Regions from separate parts of the Mus musculus genome. Here regions 1, 2, 3 and 4 are each linked to region 5. A link is a contact called in public Hi-C and HiChIP or PLAC-seq data. All regions are on one chromosome and are shown on one strand. Each heading gives the region's core, a stretch centred on a gene start, on an enhancer-like site or on the middle of the called end of the contact. The rest is flanking DNA. Distances are from core to core; before and after follow the strand shown. Region 1 overlaps Tspan13 (tetraspanin 13). Region 2 has its middle 40 kb from the start of Agr3. Region 3 has its middle 100 kb from the start of Mir680-3. Region 4 has its middle 87 kb from the start of Gm40388. Region 5 has its middle 18 kb from the start of Ahr.

Evidence for each region. A called contact is a pair of places that touch in the nucleus more often than the background predicts. HiChIP or PLAC-seq counts read pairs in DNA pulled down with a chosen protein or histone mark.
Region 1: an H3K4me3 HiChIP or PLAC-seq map of bone marrow-derived macrophages shows a contact between it and region 5, with 5 times the contacts expected there. The contact joins two enhancer-like sites. A contact is called at or near these places in 1 of 39 promoter capture datasets (pre-B cells) and 2 of 115 datasets of contacts at active chromatin or transcription factors (CD8 T cells and bone marrow-derived macrophages).
Region 2: an H3K4me3 HiChIP or PLAC-seq map of bone marrow-derived macrophages shows a contact between it and region 5, with 5 times the contacts expected there. The contact joins two enhancer-like sites. A contact is called at or near these places in 1 of 15 datasets of contacts at CTCF or cohesin (the NIH/3T3 cell line), 1 of 484 Hi-C or Micro-C datasets (bone marrow-derived macrophages) and 2 of 115 datasets of contacts at active chromatin or transcription factors (bone marrow-derived macrophages and large pre-B cells).
Region 3: a contact with region 5 is called in an H3K4me3 HiChIP or PLAC-seq map of the 230-238 cell line, with 14 read pairs. The contact joins two enhancer-like sites. A contact is called at or near these places in 1 of 15 datasets of contacts at CTCF or cohesin (the NIH/3T3 cell line), 1 of 484 Hi-C or Micro-C datasets (cerebellum) and 2 of 115 datasets of contacts at active chromatin or transcription factors (the 230-238 cell line and bone marrow-derived macrophages).
Region 4: a Hi-C map of bone marrow-derived macrophages shows a contact between it and region 5, with 37 read pairs. The contact joins two enhancer-like sites. A contact is called at or near these places in 3 of 15 datasets of contacts at CTCF or cohesin (CD8 T cells, the NIH/3T3 cell line and large pre-B cells), 3 of 484 Hi-C or Micro-C datasets (bone marrow-derived macrophages, embryonic fibroblasts and nephron progenitors) and 9 of 115 datasets of contacts at active chromatin or transcription factors (the 230-238 cell line, the NIH/3T3 cell line, T-cell acute lymphoblastic leukemia and 6 more).

The regions. Positions count from the first base shown.
Region 1 is chr12:36,035,511-36,038,210 of GRCm38.p6, forward strand. All of the region lies in intron 1 of Tspan13 (tetraspanin 13), which reads right to left. Among named protein-coding and RNA genes, the nearest start is that of Tspan13, 5.6 kb to the right of the region's middle. Within about 2 kb of position 1,426, at least 69 of the 459 cell types and tissues checked have an H3K27ac peak or open chromatin away from gene starts, as enhancers often do. A contact at or near this core is called in CD8 T cells and bone marrow-derived macrophages, where this site is marked.
Region 2 is chr12:35,883,798-35,886,497 of GRCm38.p6, forward strand. No RefSeq gene overlaps it. Among named protein-coding and RNA genes, the nearest start is that of Agr3, 40 kb to the right of the region's middle. Within about 2 kb of position 1,289, at least 32 of the 459 cell types and tissues checked have an H3K27ac peak or open chromatin away from gene starts, as enhancers often do. A contact at or near this core is called in bone marrow-derived macrophages, where this site is marked.
Region 3 is chr12:35,293,485-35,296,184 of GRCm38.p6, forward strand. No RefSeq gene overlaps it. Among named protein-coding and RNA genes, the nearest start is that of Mir680-3, 100 kb to the left of the region's middle. Within about 2 kb of position 1,262, at least 87 of the 459 cell types and tissues checked have an H3K27ac peak or open chromatin away from gene starts, as enhancers often do. A contact at or near this core is called in the 230-238 cell line and bone marrow-derived macrophages, where this site is marked.
Region 4 is chr12:35,832,456-35,835,155 of GRCm38.p6, forward strand. No RefSeq gene overlaps it. Among named protein-coding and RNA genes, the nearest start is that of Gm40388, 87 kb to the left of the region's middle. Within about 2 kb of position 1,341, at least 100 of the 459 cell types and tissues checked have an H3K27ac peak or open chromatin away from gene starts, as enhancers often do. A contact at or near this core is called in the 230-238 cell line, Th17 cells and bone marrow-derived macrophages, where this site is marked.
Region 5 is chr12:35,551,823-35,554,522 of GRCm38.p6, forward strand. No RefSeq gene overlaps it. Among named protein-coding and RNA genes, the nearest start is that of Ahr, 18 kb to the left of the region's middle. Within about 2 kb of position 1,444, at least 43 of the 459 cell types and tissues checked have an H3K27ac peak or open chromatin away from gene starts, as enhancers often do. A contact at or near this core is called in the 230-238 cell line, CD8 T cells, Th17 cells and 1 more, where this site is marked.

The DNA of each region.
Region 1 (2,700 bases), core at 176-2,675, 480 kb after region 5:
GAGTGACACAAAACCGAAGTGCTTTTGCACATATCTTGGGGGTTCTCTACAGGACCATTGTTTTAGCTTAGGACGCACAATAAAACAAAGCATTTGACTCCTGTAATGAAATTATATAAAAGGGGAAAGAAAGGCTTAATGACTTAACCATTTTCCAGGGTCAATTATTTGAAATGGTAACCACAGCTGCCAACAAAGTCCCACCCCATTTTTTTTTCAGGGCAGCAGTTACAAAAAAAGAGGTAGGGTTACTGGAAGAGCAGCCCATGCTGACTTCTGCATTTAGTAACTAATGCTCGGTACCACATCGGTGAAAAGCATAGCTGCCTCTCAATAACTAATGCTAGGATCGCATTGGACATTCAGCAAAGCAAATAATGGGGACATAGTCCTTACGTACTTGTAAGTAACACTGGACATGGTTGTTTTAAATAAAAGTAGGCTGGGGTGAGAACAGCTCTTTTCAATGACTTTATGTTCAATCCTATCATTAGTGTCCAGGGATGGAGCATGGTGGATAGAGTAGCTGTCTACCACGTACCAAGCACTGGGTTCAGTCCCCAACACTGAATAATCCAGGAGTGGTGGTGAGTACCTGAGCTCAACAGCTAACTTCATTTTAGTCTCTTTCTCAGCACCACTTGACACACAGCTTCAATCCCATCTCCTGGACCCTGTGCTGCATGCAGTTTCTCCAACAACAAACTCTACTATCAAGTTCTTCTCCTGCTTAAACACATACTCCTTCCTTGGCCCCTTTGCAGAATCCACCTGGTTACCTAGACCTTGTATAACGTCATTGCTTTGGTCAGTGGACCATTGCCCTTCTTGAGCTACTTTCACTGACTGACTGATTCATCCAATCACAACTCTGCTAACATTCTCGATGCTCATGGCGCCGTCATGGTACCTCCCGGCAGCCATCTCCCCTGAAGTTCAACGCGGCTAGCCTCAAAGGCTAGCTAACAACACTGCCTGAGGATCTCTTGACATCACATCTAAAACTGGTCCTGTTAATGACAATTCCATCTTTCCAGGGGACTGGGCCACAACACATGAGTTATCTGCCATTTACTTCATGCACTGCATTTTCAGTCCATTAGAAATTGTCTTGGTCCCACTCTCAATACAGGCCTAGAGCTTGTCTGTTTCTTTGACTTTGGCTAGCTAGCCTTCTATCCCAAGCTTCTGTTATGGTAGTAACTTTGTAAGTCTCCTCGGTGCTTCTGCGTACACATCTTCATGTCACTCTGAGGAGACTACTAGTTTGGGGACAAAAAGGCACAAAGAACGAAAATCCCTCTCTTGGTTTCTGTTTCTCGCTGGCTGACAGCCAGGGATTTTGACATCACTAACCAGAATACTCAGAAACTTCACAAACTAGAGTGTGACAATGACTAATGACCTATGCCCGAAGTCCAGCGTCCTTGTGATCCAAGGATGGATATATCCAACCAGCAATAGCGGCAGCACGAGCAGGAACAGCAACTCCTGGGAATTGAACTCCGGAGGAGCACTCAGTGCTCTTAACCACTGAGTCGTCTCTCCAGCCAGAGTCCTCAGAATTACCCTATCTGCAGCTGGCACAATTACAGCCCGGCTAGAGCACACCGGAAGCACACAGCCTGCCACTGTGGACAGTCTGAAGCAGCCCCATAGCTCACACCTGGGATTAACACAAAACCATGTTTATATAACATAACTGAGTTTTTACGGAAACCCAACCTCTCACTACAGATGTATGACTGTCTCTGCCTCATGAATGCTGGGAATTTAGGCATGTGTCACAACTGCCAAGCAGTCATTAGTTTCTTACAAGTTAAGGACTATTTTTTTATTATGGATAAGACCTCTACTTTCTTGGAACATGTTGACTTAATAGCAACCTGTAGATGTCAAAAACCCAATAGCATAAAAATCTTTGATTATAACACACAGGTTCATAATTCAAAAGTTTCAAATAATTTACCTTCCATACTTGAAGCTGTAGGGACTTAGTTTCAGTTCTGTGGTACTTGTTAAGTGTTTTCTACACACTAAATTATTTTATCTTTGCCACATTTCCGTGAGGGAAGAATAAAATATTATCAATTTGCAAATGAAAAGACTGTATGTAGATATTTAAAAAAAAATGCTGCTTGGTTTAGGGGTGGAGTTGGAAAGGCTGAGTTCCTGAATAAATCCAGAGACATTTTTCGATCAGATAGAATGAACTTTTTTTTCATTCTATTATAAAATATATCCCAATTTTATTTTTTTTAATTATGTCTATCCATTCACTGTGTGGGGTGGGTGGAGTACATGCGAGCCATGGTGCACATGTGATGCTCAGAGGATAACTTGCAAAAATCAGGACTTCCACCATGAGGGTCAAAAGGCTCAGCTCAGGGCCTCAGGCTCCCCTTAACACAACAATCATATTTTAGACATGTAAAAACAGATATCACTTATGTCTTCGGAAAATAGAGATGGGGCAATTTTTAATGCTTCAGGAGAACGCTCCCCAAAGCAAGCAAACATAATTCAGTGGGGAAGAGCGTGCTCAACAAGAGTAAAGCCCTGACATTAGTTGCTGGTACCAGAACGAAAAAGTAAATTTTCAAAAGGTTGCATATTTTAGCATGTTTATTTCATTTTGTATTATTTCCCATAAATAACAGCATAGTTTTCACTATATTTTTAACATTTATGAAAGTACTT
Region 2 (2,700 bases), core at 39-2,538, 330 kb after region 5:
AACTGTTGCACAGGTTAGCATGGCATGAACATGTCAGTACTTATTGACAAGACCCTGGAAACTGTGTAGCAGAGGCAAGCCTCAGCACAGGTGGCATGCAGCACCTCAGCTGAGCGCTATGAGGAAGTCCCACAAATCAGAGGCCCCAGGGAACTAATCCTGGTTCGTAACACATAACATGCTTGCATGATCTTGTTTGGCATTGTGACTTACCTACAAATCTATTACTTGACTTATATAAACTCTAGCATATGCAATAATGTGGCTTGTTATACTGTTATTATAAATATATGTCTTTATTACTTTGTTTAATCTTCAATCCCTGAGAAATCCAATGGTTTTTATTTTTATTTTTTAATTTTCTTTACTAAGTCAACATTCCACAAAGTGTACTCTATGAGTCAGACAACCAGGGCCATGTGGTAATCATGTCCTGGACGTCTTTTCAGACCCTAGCTATTGAAAATGGGCCTTCTGGGTATCTCTACTCCTCCGATCCCTAGCTCTTCAGTCTGTGTATAATTAAGCACTGCAGGAGAAGCAAAAGAATTGGCCTGTGCCACCCATGTAGTATGGGAATGGGAGCCCACAACACTGTGACAGTTCTCTGGGTCTTCTTGGGGTGGGGGTAGGCGGTCCACTGTGGGAGTTTCAGGGTGAAGAAGCTGATGGGATCTGAGGAAGTGTGAGGTCCAAGTTTTATCCAGGACATGCCTAGAGAGAAATGGGAAAACCTATGGGTCAGCAGTAGTTTTGGTAGTTTAAGGAAGAGGTTTAAGGAGGAGCCACTGTTGGCATTTATATTTCGACCTTCATATAAACAATTTGCTGAAAGTAATTATCATTATTTTTTTTCTTTCCTTGAGACATTATATAGCCTTGCTGACCTGGAGCTTGTTATATAGACCAGACTGTCTTCAAACTCCTGGAGATCTGCCTGCTTCTGCCTCCCAAGTGCTGACATTAAAGGGGCAACTGCACCCAGCAAATGGATCTCTCTTTAGAGCTTTACATTTCTAAAAGGGGTATAGGAGGTTTGAGACTGCAAGCCCACATCCAAGGAGCAATAATTAACTCCACACACACTGAGGAAACATGTCAGAGAACAGGAAACATTGCCATCTTCTGCCTATATGAGAATGCTGCTTTTCTTTTTTTAAAACAAACAAACAAACAAAAAAACAAACAAACAAGCAAACAAAAACAAAGAGCTTTGTTCTGATCAAGACCAAGCTACTATTAGAATGTGTGGTCGGTGAGCACATAGCGCCACCTTGTGCAGCTGGGTGCCCTGTGAATGTCTCCTGTGTAGGAAAAATGTAAGCAGCAGAAGTGGAGGTTGTCTCACAGTGGGAGCCAATTCAAGTAAGCAGGCTTTTAGTGTGCAAACATAACTGTGTAAACAAATTCCCAGTTCTTTGCAAAGCAAAGCAGTGGGACCCATAGAAAAACAAAAAGACTAGTTTCTAAGCAGAGCAGGGGATGAGTCTGTTATGAGGGAAAAGTCACAAAAATAAGGTTGGGGGAAGGGAGGAATAACACGGGGAGGAACCAGAGGGAAGGGGAAGCGAGAAACAGGGTCTTAAAAAGGGAAGCAGCTTGAAGAGAGTTCGAGCGGTGTTGGAAGAGAGAACAGCGGAAAAGTAACTGTGGCACCCGTAAACCACAGCAACTAAGACACAGCCCCACCTGCACGCCTCCCCTCCCAGTGGATGTTTTAAGGTGGACAGTGACTTCCAAGTTCTGGCTCCCAGTCTCTGGAACTCCCAGTCTGCCCATTCCGCTGAGCTCTTCCGAAAAAAAAAAAAAATCGCACAGTGAAATCATGAATGTTTTAACGAAACTCGTAGCCTCCGATGAAAATCTAGAAAAGCCCTCAAGAAAACATGTTAGGCATCCGTTGATGTTTGTTTAATTCTTGTCGGGAGCCAAGTGAAAATGTTTGCATGTGCAATCTGTGCACAGTCATCGATCTGGTTCCATCAGGATGTAGCAGAGAGCAGCTGAGAGAAGTCAGGAAAGCCCAAAGGCGCCCGGCAGCCATTATCCCTATTTGGCCCCATTTTAACACTGAAGTTACCTTTCTATTAACTTTAAAAACTTACCATGACTCTATGGTCTTCTGATCCTGGGGATTGTGGTCACCATTGCTTCTTCCTATTCTAAGGCAGAAACGATCTCTCTTTGCTTGGAGAGAATCTAAACGGCCCTGAGTTCTTTGAGGAAACATAACACGGATGGACTCCTTAGAAGAGTCAATAATGGGTGACCATTTTTTAACTTATTCGTTAGTTATTTAATTAGTTATCCCCTTTATTCTAGTAAAGAATAAATCGTTCTTAGTCCTGTGTCTAAGAGAGGAGTGTTGGTAGAAACAAGTAAAAACGTATGATCTGAAAGATGGAGCACCTGTTAGGAGCTCTTTTGCTGCTCTTTCTGAGGATCTGAGTTCGATTCCCAGCACCCAAGTTATATGGTTCACAGCTGCACATAACTTCAGCTCCAGGAGATCCGATACCACGGGTTCTTGCATACACCTGCCATACAGACACTGAGACAAATATGTATCCTTACATGAAAATAAATCTTTGTTAAAAATTAACTCCCAGCAGATTCTGTGTTGCAGTCTATTTCTGTTCATCTAGATCCTTGCCCCCTGGATGGTCTGAGTAAGCCAACCAAAGGGAACTCTTGCCTCCA
Region 3 (2,700 bases), core at 12-2,511, 260 kb before region 5:
ATCTGTAGAAATGTAATCTGGCATATCTTCAGCATCTACTAGATTTTTTCCTGGATGATAAACAGCTCAGCTAGCTTGAATTAAACTGACAGTTTAATTCAGAGAAGTAGACAATGCTTCAATTAAAGACAGGGAGACAGTTAGCCTGAATGTCCACTTTCCCACATTTTCTACTTGATCAGTTTCTTGTCATTGAAAGAAGTGTGGCTGGTATGTCCATTTAGTACATTTAGTACATTTCCATGCAAAGAGCTCTGGTGGACAAAGCTGGTCATGCTGCTGTCATGTGACTGGGTAGGTGGCTGTAAGGATTCGAACAAAGAGTGGATGTTTACAGCTGGGTTTGGAGAATGTCCAACAAACAGTCTTTGTGTTCACATAGCTTTGTTATGTTTCCTTTCTTGGTTCCTTCCGAACAAGCCATATAAAAATGAAAGGACAAAGAATTGTATATGTATGTGTGTGTACATGTGTGTGTTTGTACACATGTCTATGCTACGTATGTGCCTACATGTGTATGTGTGGATGACAGAGGTTGGCATCAAAATGTCAAGCTCAGTTGTTCTCTACCTTATTGTCTGAGGCAGGGTCTCTTCACAGACTGGCTAGTCTGGCTGGCCAGCGAATCTTGAGACTTTTCCAGCTTCCCCTCCCTAGGCTAGGGTGGCAAGTGTCTCAGCACACCAAGCTGTTTCACCTGGCTGATGGAGATCTGTACAAGGTTTTTACTACCACGCTGTCTTCAGGCCCAAGACAAATTTTAAGATAAAATGTCTGGTAGGGTTGCTATTGATAGATTAACTGTAAAGGATGTTTTTAAGTATGTGGGAAGTGTGACCCATTTCTGAGAATATGCAGAAATATTTATCTGGTGGAGCATGGAGGTTTTTTGAAAATTTCACATTAAGTCACTTGAAAACTTTTTATTGTATTTTTTTCCAGTAATTCTCTTTGTTCCCTTTCTCCTTCCCTACCCCCTGTTTCCTTTTTCCTAATTTTTCCTTCCTTACTCCTTCCCTTTCCCACCTTTTCCCTTTTCATTAACTAATTAATTTATTCATTTTAATACTCTAATCATAGACCACTGCCCTCTTCCTGGTCCTCTCTCACAGCCCCTCCCCTCACCCCACTTATCCCCTTCTTTTTTTTCTTTTCCTTCTCCCCTCCTGCTTTAGAAATGATTTAACAAGGTGATGCATCTTTTCTTTGTGGTAAACAGCTCAGAGTATGTGGACAGAATACTTGGAAGGAAAGACACTAATGACATGGCATATTTGGGGCTTGCTGAACTTGTAAGCATGTTTGGCTTTCAGTGTGTGCCCGATCATTTTGCAATAGTCAAATGGCATTTTTGGCTTGGTTACTTTTTCAGTCTGAGTGCTTGTGGGTTTTTTTTTCCCCTAAGCTTTTTGTTGTTTTGTTTGTTCCTGTAGCTATGGCCAGAGTTACTCACCACTCAGTAGAATAACCTCCCCCATATTTTAAAGGAACCACAGCACTCCAAACCAATTAAGGAACAGAAAACCCAGTGAAGCACAACTGCTCCCAGGCTTGGCTCTGTTTATCTCTCATGACCTTGCTCTAATTTGCTCTAAGGGAACATAGCATACCCAAGTTAGCCTGACTTTCCCTCTCCCTACAACATGAAAGTATCATGCAGTGTCCCTAGTTAGAAAAAAAAAGTCTCATTGTCCAGTAATATAAAGAAAAATTAGGCTGGGCAGTGGTGGCACATGCCTTTAATCCCGGCACTTGGGAGGCAGAGGCAGGAGGATTTCTGAGTTTGAGGCCAGCCTGGTCTACAGAATGAGTTCCAGGACAAAGAAACCCTGTCTCAAAAAACCAAAAATACCAAACCAAACCAAAATAAAACAAAATCAAAAAATCAAAAAGAAAAAAAAAGAAAAATTAGAAGGTTGAAAGTAATACAGAAATGCTTATTGCTTGATTTTGTCTCTCCTGGCACATGGTGGGGGGACATCCTTTGTGTTCATCACTATATTAAATGCTTTATCATATGGCCAGCTAACATAATAATGAAATAAACCATTACTCTTACTGATCCTTCTTAGCTTTAGTTTTATTCTTTTATGTTTATAACTATCTAAACAGTCCTATAACCTCTAAGAAAATAGAAGCAGTCATTAAAAGGCTGAAAAAAACAACAAAACAAAACAAAACAACAAAAAACCCAGGGCCAGATGATTTTAGGGTTTTAGTGTAGAAGTCTATCAGACCTTCAAAGAAGACCTAATACCAATACACCTCAAACTATTCCACAAAATAGAAACAGAAGGAACACTAACTAATTATTTTTATGAAGCCACTGTTATTCTGATATCTAAACCCAACAAAGAAAGAGAACTTCAGAACAATTTCAGTTATGAACATCAATGAAATAATACTCAAAAGATTTCTCACAAACTGAATCACAGAACACATCAAAATGATCACTTACCATGATCAAGGAGGCTTCATCCGAGGGATACAGGCTAGTTCAATATACAGAAATCCATCAATGTAATCCTATATATATATTTTTTTAAAGAAAAAATCACATGATCATCACAATATTTGCTGAAAAAGCATTTGGCAAAATACAATATCCCTTCATGTTGAGAGTATTGGAGAGATCAGGAATTTAAGGCCCATACTAAACATGATAAAAGCAATGTACAGCAAACCAATAGCCAATATCAA
Region 4 (2,700 bases), core at 91-2,590, 280 kb after region 5:
ACAACAGCCACAGTTAACTGGTTTTCCCTGAATATTTCCTATACAATAGGGACTTTGTTCCAGTTTCTTTATATTTCCATAGCCCTTACACAGTTGTAGCTTTGAAAATGCATCTCTTCTTTCTTTATTACAAATTCTGTGTAGGGTGAAACAGAACAGAACATATATACACCTACCACGAGTGGCAAGTGTAAAATTCCTCCTCCTTTCCTTTGCCATGTAAATTAAATAATAATTAACTTTAGATTAATTAGATCAGGGTCCTTACTAATCTTGGAGAACTGGTTGCCTTCAGAGTTGTTCAAAGATCACGTTCTGGGGAACAGAGAAATTACTAACTGATGTTAACTTCCTTCCAAATATTATAAACATGCCGTTCCTCATACTCCTCTCAAACTAATTGATCCATGTCCCATTCTGCTGTTCCCTTTCCCAGAAGTGCAGTCATGTTCTGATCCATTTTCTCTGGGTTGTTTATGGACTGAGATGAGGAAAAGAAGCAGAGAAATCTTGAGATTAGTTCTCCTGGAGTCTAATCCTTTCCTGGGATGTCTACTCAGAGCTCAGCCTCTTTCAGCAGCACTAGTAAGCAGACACTGGAAGGCTTTGCTTAAGAATGCTTTCACCCCACCTGCTCTATAACTCTTTTGCCACCTATGAGGTCATCTACTCCCTATCCTCCCTCCCCCTGTATGTGGGGGTGGGAAAGATCTGCAATGCCCCTGGCAACAGTCTCAGTAAAAGAGTTTGGTTGAGTTGTTTACTATCCTTGAAGCAACACTAGACAGGAGATGAAAACAGAAGAGGTGAACTGGAGTCATGCACCCAACATTAGAAAAGAAAAGGCAACGTTCTAGACAAATCACATGGCTTGGGAACAGGGCAAGGACCTAGCAGGAAAGAAAATTGCTTACTAAATGCTCCCTCTTGAAAACTTACAGGAGAAGATTTTTCAAGAAGTAAAAGATTCATAACCCTATGATTCAAGAATCTGGAAGTGAGTGTGACTCATTCTGGTTGCAAGGCAGAGAAAAGGCTGTTCTGACTGAGTAACTAGCAATCTCTAGAGAGGAGCAGGGAAATGAGGAAGCTGAAGAATGCTCTGTGGATACACAGACCACAGGAACAAAAACAAACAGAAAAGTAGGCTAACAAGACTAATTTCCAGATGAAACATCTCTACATTTTTATAGTCAGTAGAGCGGCTTTATTCGTAGTTTTTGCAGCAAAAACAATGGTCAAAAACAGGAGATTTATTCCTTAGGGCAAATACAAGACCAAAGGATATAAGGAAAGAATGCCTGTGGGCTGGGGCTATAGCTCGGTGAGTAGAATGTTTGCCTGGAATGCACAACACCCTGAGCTTGATCCCCTTTAATCCCAGCACTTGAGAGGTAAAGGCAAGAAGATCAAAAGTCAAAGAGCATCTTTGGCTACATGGAAAGTTGGAGGCAGACTGAGCTACATGAGACATTCTTAAGAAAGAGAAGAAAGGGAGGAGAAGGGAGGGTAAGAGAGGGGAGAGGAGAGGAGAAGAGAGGAGAGGAGAATGCCTACTTAGCCTCTTTCAGTCATGGGAGAGATGAGTCTGCATCACCAAGTAGCTGTTCTTATCCTAAGTAATCTAAATCAATTTCACTAGCGTGAAAAACTAACCTGCTCAAATATTGTATGATTTGTTCTCTTACTGCCATCTTGTGAAGTTCTAGACAAAGTGGATGACATTATCTCCATAGAAAATGTCTTATTCCTTCCTAGAAGACAGAAGCCATGGATGGAGTGCCAGCGGCTTGCTGCACCTTGATACTGAAAGCCAAGTACTAGAATACTGAGGAGCACAACGTCAACCACTGGCTTGCTCCTCTTCTGGAACTTGTTTGCCTCTGGGTGGTAAAAGGGTAACATGTTCCCCGACTTAGAACCAATTTTAACAGCATTGAAAAATGTAGATCCAATTCTGTATCAGCTTATCTTAAACCAACAAGATAAGAGGAGAGAGACATTTCGTCAATACAGTCAAGGGTCTGATTTGGCTGGGCCTGGAGTGGGGAGCAACCCCACATCCTCTAGGGACTCTTAAGATCATCAAATGGCTTCACATTAACTGCATTTCCTAGTAGAAAAAGTGCAGCTTGGGCAAGCAAGAGTTCTCAAAATGTGACTCAATGATAGTTTGGTGGGGACAAAGAAGGAAACGCTGGGAGAATTGGGGCTTGGGGTTCTTTTGTTTTGTTTTCAACCTCAGCAGGGTCTGAGGGCACAGTCTCTGTCCAGATGGTGTCTCTAAAAGACAGAAGATGTGAGAAGCACAACCGGTTCCTCCAGCTGCTTGAGCAGACCTGAGTCTCCAGAAGTACATGACACATAATGGGGTCCGACATACCAGAGACACACAAAATGGTGCCAAGCCCAGGGCATTGCCTGCTTCCTGCCCTCTGTCCACAAACACACTGCTAGGACATGCTGTTCCTCACGTACACCCTCACATTACACAGTTGCACACCATTCAAGATTATTGGACTATAGCTGACTGAATGAAGTATGTATACATATGCCAGTGAAATCCTGAATTAACCTAGATCTGCACTCTGGTGCTGGTCTCCAAAGTCTTCTTCCCAGATAACTCATTGTGTCTTCACCACCCTCACCCTCCATGCTACTAGAACAACTCCCCACAAAGGTCTACTTTAGAAATGGTGC
Region 5 (2,700 bases), core at 194-2,693:
TCTGGACTCAGCAGGATAGAAACACGTATGAATCTTGATGCATCAGAACCCCTCATTGGCCTGATGTGACTTACTGTATGTCCCATATCCAGTGAATGCCCTTGGTCTGCATGCAGGCCAGATGCAAAGTTGTATTCCTTTCTTGTTGCTGTAACAGAAACCTGATACAAGCAACTTAAGGGAGGAAGGAAGGCTTTATTTGATGTCAGAGTTCCAGGAGGATATGATCCATTTGGGAAGGGAATGTATGGTGTTAGGAGCAGAAGGTGGCTTTCCACAATATGTACACAATCAAAAAATGAACAAGAAGATGCCCAGGTGTAATCTGAAGTCCTCCTCCAGTGACCTACTTCATCCCACAAGGCCCCACTCCCTAAAGCTTTGAAAACTTCCAAAGCAGTATCATTCAATGGAAACAAGTTTTCATGCATGTGAGCCTTTAAGGAATTTTGTCCATTTAAGCCATTGCATGATACACACCCCAATGATATCAAACAGTTTAATAGATTATGTCTGTGTCTCTATGAAGTTGCATGTGCATAGGGGTTACATACAGGCACATGTACAGAGTCTAAATGAAGACATTGGGCACCCTATTTGATTACGCTCCACCTTAATCCATTTTTGACAAGGCCTCTCACTAGACCTGGAGCTATGATAGTGGACAAAAGGATCCAGCAACACTTTAGTCTCCATTCCCTAGAAATACATAAGTGGACATATTAAGCTTTTTATGAGAGGGCTAGGGATTGAACTCAGGTCCTGTGTTTGTACATGCTCTCTTCCTCCACAGCCATCTCTGCAGCCCACAGTTTTCTTTACCAATACCTATAGTCCTTGCTAGCATCTCACCCCTGACATAACCAGATTCTCATCAAGGGTTATATTTCCTCTCATCACTCAATGTGGCTTGACCAGCTCCACTGCAGTCACATTGAAATGGAGAGTATTAGTAGTTAGCCCCAGATCTCAAGCTAAGACAGTCCAGGGTACTTTGCAGTGATGTCTAGAATGAATAAAAAGCATTCAGGGATATGTATTAGTGTACCTACTTCCCTTCATTGACAGAAGAGAGAAACACTGCCATAGAGTTCTTCATTGTTGGGCTGAAGCACAATAGAGTATTGAGCATAACTTGCATTCTAAGGAATGTGACTGCATTTGAACTATTATGTGTGTAATGTGGCCCATTATAAATTGCAAGTAGTGTTCTGCAGCTACTTTAATAAACCATGGGAGGAAGTCTTACTAGAAGCATCTTTTCTAAATTTGGAGATCAACTTTTATTCTCTGCTTATTTTAGGATTTGGGGCTCTAGAGGCAAGCATGATATTTCCATGATACCGGGCCTCATTTGTTCCAGCTTCATAGCCTGCCTTTTGTTATGGTAAAAGATCTTTAAATGTCTTCATACTCACACTGAGACAGTCTGTGAAGTGGTGCTGACCCTCTGCTTCTTGTGCTATCTGTTTGACTCGGCTGAGTCAGAAGTTTTGAGTCAGAAGTGAAACACATAATTGCTGAGAGTTAAAGCAAAGAGAATTTTAAGAAGTGAAACTCAAAACAATAAAACTATTCATAACATAAAATCACTCATGCAGTTATTGTAAGTGGCACTTGTTGGGTATTTACTGAATGTCAAACAGGAAATACTCCGTAGAAATGCAACTGTCCTACCAAATCCTCGAAGTGGCCCTAAGTGACTGTCCTGTGATCCCTCCAGGCAGCAGGTAGGGTAAAGCTGCTTCTGCTGGGAACACCACATTCTTCCACGGAACTGGGCACTTCCCTTATCTCCAGGCTTCCCCAGCTTCTCGGTAATTGCTGTTTCCCACAATATAGAGCACCATCCATGTCTGTCATATATGGTACTGAATTCTCAGAGGCAATCTAACAACTCAAAGGCCAATACTAATGGTAGTTCATCGATCTCTGCTAAATATCTGAATCTGTAAGTTAAGGAACCAATACATTTGAGAAACATCAAGACTTAAAAATGTCGTGGAACAGTCTGAAAATATTCACCTAGGCTTACAACATAAATGTTCTCCCATCGTCCTGAAGGAGGCACAGCTAAGAAGTCCATGGATTGAAGGATGAAATGAAGCAGAGCAAAGCCTCTATGTGGTGAAGCCATGCTCCATATCCCAGGAGGCTGTGCAATGCTTTAGCAAAGGCTTGGTATAACAAGCAGAGATTAGCATCAGGGTATTGATGAATACACTCCCTGTGGTAGGCTGGTTTTCTTCATCTTCTCTTTCTTCCTGGATTTGTTCTCTACCTCAATACAAACAAAGGAAATCGAGCATCAGCTTGATGATTTCCTACTGGTCTGGCCCTCTACCCTTCTCCCACCCTTCCACGCTTCTGGAACAGAACCCAACTTTGGGTTCACTGTGCTTAATTTATTAGAGTGAAGTCACGTTAATGAAGGGGAAGAGAAGTAGCATAGTCACGTGACAGTGCTTACGCTGCTCAGGGGTTTACAATGCTACACCTCATACAGTCACTGTGTAAAAACCTGCACGGGCCTTTCTCTACAGACAAGTCGCAAACTGAAAAATTGCCCGGATTAAGCATGGAAGGTGGGTTCGTTGGATGCATGGGTAAACTAAGGTGGGGACAATAAGCAGAGAGAGGAAGGTCTTGTGGCTGAGGATACTGCTCAGAGGGAGGCCCCTGCTTCCTGTGTGTAAGGCT